Regions from separate parts of the Mus musculus genome. Here region 1 is linked to region 2. The links are chromatin contacts, called in public promoter capture Hi-C maps. All regions are on one chromosome and are shown on one strand. The core of a region is the stretch at or near the end of the contact, and the rest is flanking DNA. Distances in the headings are between cores, read along the strand shown. Region 1 holds the start of Capn2 (calpain 2). Region 2 holds the start of Vmn1r1 (vomeronasal 1 receptor 1).

Evidence for each region. Promoter capture Hi-C pulls out the DNA fragments that hold promoters and counts their contacts.
Region 1: a contact with region 2 is called in a promoter capture Hi-C map of embryonic stem cells, with 12 times the contacts expected there. The contact joins the promoter of Capn2 here to the promoter of Vmn1r1 in region 2. A contact is called at or near these places in 20 of 39 promoter capture datasets (the 3T3-L1 cell line, 3T3-L1-derived adipocytes, the C10 cell line and 12 more), 1 of 15 datasets of contacts at CTCF or cohesin (large pre-B cells), 4 of 484 Hi-C or Micro-C datasets (the CH12 cell line and embryonic stem cells), 19 of 115 datasets of contacts at active chromatin or transcription factors (bone marrow-derived macrophages, cardiomyocytes, embryonic forebrain and 11 more) and 1 of 9 other capture datasets (liver).

Annotation. Positions count from the first base shown.
Region 1 is chr1:182,515,556-182,519,082 of GRCm38.p6, reverse strand. Capn2 (calpain 2) reads left to right here and starts at 1,473. Exons shown (of 21, transcript NM_009794.4): 1 at 1,473-1,965. The coding sequence starts at 1,729.
Region 2 is chr1:182,156,152-182,160,030 of GRCm38.p6, reverse strand. Vmn1r1 (vomeronasal 1 receptor 1) reads left to right here and starts at 1,933. Exons shown (of 1, transcript NM_001166728.1): 1 at 1,933-2,853. The coding sequence starts at 1,933. The coding sequence ends at 2,853.

The sequences.
Region 1 (3,527 bases), core at 224-2,723, 360 kb before region 2:
ATCCAGCTTACTGCTGGGTAGAACCTTCTGGGCGCGGCCCGTCAGGCACTTCATGTTAAGTGTTGGGATTTAAAGACATGGGCTACCATGCTCGACAGCCAGCATTTGTTTGCAGCATGGTGGTTTCTAAGCTTCATGGCTCTTTTCCGGAAGCTGTTCATTTTTTCCCACCATCTGATTTCCTTTGGCCCCACCCTGATTTTTTCTGGGCTCAGGATTCAAAAGGGAAGTGGGGGAAGATCCCAGACACCTGCCATGCCCAGGAGAGAATAGTGAGGTAGCAGTATCAACAGACAAGCCCTGGCTTTGCCACAGGGAGACAGACACTTTGATTCTTCCAGGAACAGTCATTTGCATATCACTGATATTTCAAGTTGCTACAATTTCCTGCAACTGACAGAGTTACAAACTATCTCAGAAACCATCAATGCTGAACCAAGATGAGGTTCAAACCAGGGTTTCTCAGCCTGGCACAGAGATCTTTCAGACTGCACTTTTCTTCCTGTTCTCTCTGTAGAGGGATGCCCTCCGCCCGACCATCCTTTAGTAGCACCTGGCTTCCACCCAGTAGAGGCCAGGAGCCTCCTTTGTCCCAGTTGTGACAATATGAGGAAAGTCTGCAGTTAGGGTCAAAAACCTTTAGGGTCACATTGGTGCGTGCGGGTTGCTTCCAGTTGAGAACCCGTGCTTTAAACCATTCATAGCACAAGCCCGCCCAGTTCTGTGTGTGTGAGTGGCAGCGAAAACTTTCATTGGACAGAGCGGTGGTACAGGCCACCAACAGGGGCTCTGTTCTAAATGGTGTCCCAGCAGCAACTCAATAAATCATCCCAGGTAAATCTGAGTTTTAGATAAGCATCACATTATTATTCTAACACAGGTTTGCCTCGGGTGATATTTGAGGGCTACGTATGCTAAAACCACACAATCCCCCAGCCCCTTTTCTTGAAATTTAGATTTAACAAGCATGGATTGTTTTGTTTTGTTTTTTTGTTTTTTTGTTTTTTGTTTTTGTCAAATTGTACAGCCCTACTTATGCACAAATAAGTAACTGCAGAGGCCCTGGGACCCTAAAATTCCTGTCTTGCTTTAATTTGTAGGGGTTACATCTTTGAACTTCTTTGGAGCTCAGTTTCTCATCTGTAAGATGGACACACCAGTAGCCATTTCTCACAAATTTGGGGGTGGTAGGTAACATGTGTGCCCAGAGCCTGCAGAGCTCTCTTTCGATCCTGAGCCCAATGAGTGGCAACTGGCTTAGTCGCCGCGCTCCCTCCCTCATCCGCTCCTGACTCATCCGATGTTTTCTGGACAGTCATTGCTGAGTTTCGCCCAGCCTTACTCCCCAATGGCTGGGGTTTGACAACTTCGCTCCCCAACTTGCGATTGTCGTCCCCCCAACACCCCCCGCTCGCCCTCCCCACCGGGCCGCGCCATCCCGAGAGCCGTCCGAAGGTGGCAGCATCGGCCCCGTAGTCCTCACGGTCGGGCTGGCACTGTGCAGGTCGCCGGCGAGCCGCGTCCGGAGCCCGGCGCCGAGCAGGCCTGGGGAGGCGGAGGCCACACCCCGCGCACGGCCCAGGCGCTTCCCGCCGGTGAATCATCCCCGCAGCAGCGGCTCCCGCAGTCCGCTGCAGCGCCCCGGGCCCGGCCGCGCCCCAGCCGAGTGCCGTGCCCCGCCTCTCCGCGACCCCTTTCTCCGTGCAGTGCGCCAACCGGATCGCTACCATGGCGGGCATCGCGATAAAGCTGGCCAAGGACCGCGAAGCGGCCGAGGGGCTGGGGTCGCATGAGAGAGCCATCAAGTACCTCAACCAGGACTACGAGACGCTGCGGAACGAGTGCCTGGAGGCCGGGGCGCTCTTCCAGGATCCTTCCTTCCCCGCCCTGCCGTCATCCTTGGGCTATAAGGAGTTGGGGCCCTACTCCAGCAAAACTCGGGGCATCGAATGGAAGCGGCCCACGGTAGGAAGCGCGAGGGGAACAGGCAGGGCCGGCAGGGCCTGGAAGGGCACTCGGGGTTCCGGGAGGCTGCAAGTCCCTGGCTCCCCGGCTCGGTAGTCCCTGCTTAGTAGTGCTCCGCGATTGCTGCTAAGGGGACTCCCTATGCAGACTGAGGCCCAGCCAGTGGACCTGCCCCAAGCTGCGCGCAGAGCGCTTCGCAGGACAGGACCCCAAATCCCATTAGTGGACACGCCCTGGAGGCTGCCTTCGGCTTCACAAAGCCGCAGGGACACAGGGCCGCTGGGGTGAAACTTTTACTGGACTCTAGTGGTGATCTGAGTGAGGGTGGAGACACTGCTCGGCAGTAGGGGTGGGGGTGGGGATATCAGAGTAGGATAGAAGACTCGGGACTGCTGGGTGGGTGGGGGCAAGGGGTGGGCACAGCCTGGCTCTGGCTGACAAAGGTGGTCACAAGTACATGTGGCACTTGTAAATGCAAGTACATGTATTTATCCAGCGTGGGTTTTGTCTGGCTCTCAAAGTGCAGTTAGAGGACTCTTTAACTTAAAGAACTGAAGGGTAGCTTAAAGAATCGATGGGCTCCAATGATTCTGTTACTCATTATTTTGCTGACCTAGAGTCCTCACCCGGAAACCTCTGCTCAACTCCTAGATACTCCTGTCCTAACCCTCAGAGTCTCTGCCCTTAAGCCCTTCCCGTTCCCTTGTGGTTTCAATCGCCAGTGGATGCCCATGGGACCCTCACTTGACTTTTCCCAGGAACTGAGAGGAAGTCTAAACTTCTAGATTCCTGTTAGGACAATGGACATTCATACCCTGCTTCTATCCTCTTGGTTCCCCCAGGCTGCTTTTGTTACTGAGTCTAGTCTGAAAGTACCAGAGACTAGCGGGGGTATAGCTCAGTTGGTAGTCTTTACTTAGCATGCATGAAGCCCTGGGTTCTATCCCAAGCACCATATAAAATCAGGTGCATGCTAATATATGCCTGCCATTCCAGGACTCAGGAGGTGGAGATGGGAGGATGAGAGATTCAAAGCCTGGGGCCACAAAGATGGCTCATTGAGTAAGGGCTTTGGTGGTCATTTCTAATGACCTTAGTTCTGTTGCAGAACCCACCTGGAAAAAGAGAACCAACTCCCCCAAAATTTTTCTCTGACCTTCATATGCACACTGTGGCGCACACGTGCAGAATCTCACAGGCACGAATGTGCACACACACAAAATAAATACTAATAACAACAGAAGAAGATGGAGGCTGGCCTTGGCTATACAGTGAGTTCATTTGAGGCCAGCTTGGACCACATGAGAACTTGACTCAAATTTGAAGATAAGTGGCAAGGAAGACTAGAGAAGTCTCTGTGGAACAGGATTCAGAGCACCTGGGTACCCAGGGTGAATCACTGGCTCTCCCTTCCTCACCTCAGCCGGGCATGGTGGTACACACCCTTGATTGAAGCCCTCAAGACACTTTGTAGCTTTGGCTGTTTAGTAAGTTCTAGGCTAGCCTGAGCTACACAGTAAGACTGTGTCTCAACATTAAATGAAGATAAAAATAAGACCAAT
Region 2 (3,879 bases), core at 684-3,183:
GGGTTCCTGGGTTCCTGAAAGGAAAGCTGGGGATGGATGGGAAGGATGGCGAGAGAAATAACGAGTGAGCCAAGACGAAGTCCTCTGATCAAGGCTCAACTTTAATTCTAGGGTCTGAATGTCTAAAGAGGGGAGACCCATCCATCCCCAACTATGCCAGGATCTTGTCACCTTGTCAGGGTCCCCTCAGGAAGACAAGCTCAGCTGCTCAGCAGGTGGTGGCTTCTTGCAGGAAGCTGCAGATGGGGCACACAATAGACTTTACCTAGGTCGGAAGATTCCACCCTAGGTGGGCTAGCTGACTGTGGCAGACAAGGTCTGATCCAGCCCCCTCAAGGCTGGGGGAGGGGCACACCATTAGTGTCCTATTTTGCAAAATTTTGTGGTCTAAAGAGCCAAGAAATAATTTATTGTTACACCCTACTTTAATTCCAATTCTACCAACCATACCAACTCCACATACCTAAAGAGAAACATATTGATCAACCTGTGTTTCTACCAGTTAATAGCTGGATTGTATTCAAATGAACTAGTCACTCTGGCATGATGATTTAAAAACAAAACAATAGCAACAACACCACCCATGTGAAATCTCTGTCCCACCTTGGGAAGTTAAAGTGGAAAAATCTAAAATTCTACCAGATACTATATTCCATTCTAAGCTTTTGATAACTTTTGTATCTTTTAACAGAGACTGAATTGATCAACTATTAAAAGAACTGTACTAAATATCCCATTACATGTATGAGAAACTACACAATAATAAAAAGCAATCGCTGCTTTTTTATAGACATCATCACAGACTTGAAACACTCTCAAGCTTGGTATGTATAGCTCATCTTTTCTCATATAAACGATGACTGGACCTTGGAGTTATAGGCTACTTAAGATCATTCTCATAGTATAGCAGATCATGGATGTTCATTCAACCAGTGTGAATCAGTCCACAGGGACCAACATTCCTTCTGTTGATGTATCAAGATCTGTTCTAGTAATACATCAGCTAGAATAAAGTTAATACTGATACTAATAGCAATAATGTTAATACTGATAAGTAGTTATCTGATCCATTGACACTTGGAAGACCTCATTTCTGTTTCTATGCTACTTCCTCATTTAAGTCTACCAAAAAGATACAACTGTTACTTTGTACTGACATCAAGAGGGAGGAAGCAGATTGAGGAGTTAAGAGTGGAGCTCAGATGATAGAGTGCTCACCTCACAGGCACAATGCCCTGGGTTGGATTCCAGGCACCACACAAACCATAATGGTACATACCTGACAGGGAGGGGGGCGGGGAGGGGGGGCGTGCTGGAGGAGAGAACTAGAAATTCAAGATCACTCTTAGCTACATAGTGTCTTCGAGGCTAGCCAGTGCAACATGAAATCCTGTCTCAAAGAAAAGGAGGAGGAAGAGGAGGGCTAAAGCCAAGCAAGACATTGCTGTTGCCCAAAAAAAAAAAAAAAAAAAAAAAAAAAAAGATATATATATATATATTATTCAGGTAAGATCTGCTCTACTATATGGTAATTTTTGTAGTATAAGAAAGTACATGTACTGCAGGAACAAGTATTAGGATATAGAATTCAGCCATGACCAGAAAGTGATGGGAGGGGAGAAAGGAGAGGGGAGGAGAGGGGAGGAGAGGGGAGAGGGAAGGAGGGGGGAAAGGGGAGAGGGAAGGAGAGGGGAGAGGGGAGAGGGAAGGAGAGGGGAGAGGGAAGGAGAGGGGAGGAGAGGGGAGGAGAGGGGAGAAGGGAGAGGGGATGGTCCCTGGAGAACATGAGGATCAGATCAGGCTACACCATGATTTATCCATTCCGAGACAGCCATAGTGTGGGCTGAGATGGATAACGACAGCAGTGGGTAATAACTGGTTTTTCTTGCATTGCTTTCAGATGTGTCCTTGTGTGTTCCTTTCCCCCATAAGATGAACAGAAACGACCCAGTATACAATATCAATGGCATAAGAAATGCTTTTTTTTCTGAAATTGTCTTTGGGGTCTCAGCCAACACCATCCTCCTGCTCTCCCACGTGGTCACATTCTTTCAGGAACTCAGGCACAAGCCCATCAACATAACCATTGGTGTCCTGGCTCTAAGCCACATCGTGATGCTGCTGGCCATGGCTGCCATGGCTACAGACATTTTGGGGTCCCAGGGGTTTTGGGATGACTTCACATGTAAATCAGTGATCTCCTTGTACAGGCTGATGAGGGGTGTCTCCATTTGTGCCACATGTCACCTGAGCGTCCTCCAGGTCATCCTCCTCAGCCCCAGAAGTTCCTGTTTGGCAAAGGTCAAACCTAACTCCCTCTGGCACAACTTGTGCTGCTTTCTTTCCCTGTGGGCCTTCCACATGTCCATTAATGTTTTTTCAAACTCCATTGTGGCCGCCCACAATGTGACCTCACACATTCTCATACTGGTCACTAAATCCTGCTCTCTCTGGGTTGTTAGTGACACCATGAGACACTTACTTTCTATACTGGCTGCCTTCCGGGATGCCTCTCTAGTAGGGCTCATGGTACTTTCAAGTATATACATGGTGACTGTCTTGTGCAGACATAAAAGGCAGTGTCAGTACCTTCACAACACCAGCATTTCCCGCAAAGCATCCCCAGAGCAGAGGGCCGTCCGGAACATTCTGTTGCTAGTGAGCTTCTTTTTGGTCACGTACTGTCTGGATTCCATTGCCTCCTCCTGGAGAGTTATGTGGAATAATGACCCAACCCATCGCTGTGTCCAGATGTTTGTGTCCAGTGGTTATGCCACGTTCAGTCCTTTGGTGTTCATCAGTACTGAACAACGTATGATTAACTGTTTGAAAAACACACAGGGCCAACAGTAAATATTTGATTATTCTGTGATGAACAAGCTTCCTTCACAAGAACTAGCACATTGACTTCAGGGTAATCAATCAAGGCATACCATACATGATCTCTGGGCTAGATAAAAATAAAGACATTGAAATGCTTTCTCCGTTAAACCTACTTTTGGCATAAGCATCAAAAAATATATAGTTTACCATTGAAACATAAGCCATTCTGAAATAATAAAAGTTACTAATAATTCTAGTAGTCCGAAGGAAGACTGAATTATTACAGCATAGAGTAGCTCACATATTATATATGAGAATTTTCAACACTTTTAATATGTCAGTAGTCATGGTGGCCTTTAGTTCAATAACTAGGTATGTAAATTATTATCATGGATTATTATCATGATTGTGATCATGAATCAAAATTCTATATATTATGATCTATACACTATGAGGCTAAGAGGTAAGACCACTGACTGCTCTTCTGAAGGTCATGAGTTCACGCTCACAACCACCCATAACTAGATCTGATGCCCTCTTTTGGTGCATCTGAAGACAGTCACAGTGTACTTAAGTATAATAATAAATAAATCTTTGTGCCAGAGTAGGGCCGACAAGAGTGAGTGGGGTTGACTGGAGAGAGCAGAGGTCCTAAATTCAATTCTAAACAACCACATGAAGGCTCACAACCATCTGTACAGCTACAGTGTACTCATATACATAAAATAAATTTAAAAATCTTTTTTAAAAAGAAGAAAAGGGAGAAGGAGAGAGGGAAAGAGGAAGAGAGGGGGAGGAGGGGGAAAGGAAGAGGGGAAGGAGGAAGAGGGGAAGGAGGAAGAGGGGAAGCAGGAGAGAGATAAGGGGAGAGAGGAAAGGGGGAGGGGAAAGAAGGAGGAAGAGAAGTTATTCCCCAATGAGAGTTCTTCCTGTGTGAATCAGACTCAGATTTCACATATCAGAACGCTTGTCAGATGTCAGCCTTGGAAATCCTGCTATCTAAAAATAATGAGAAAATACATATCTATACTTTATGAACTATTCAGTCTGTGATCT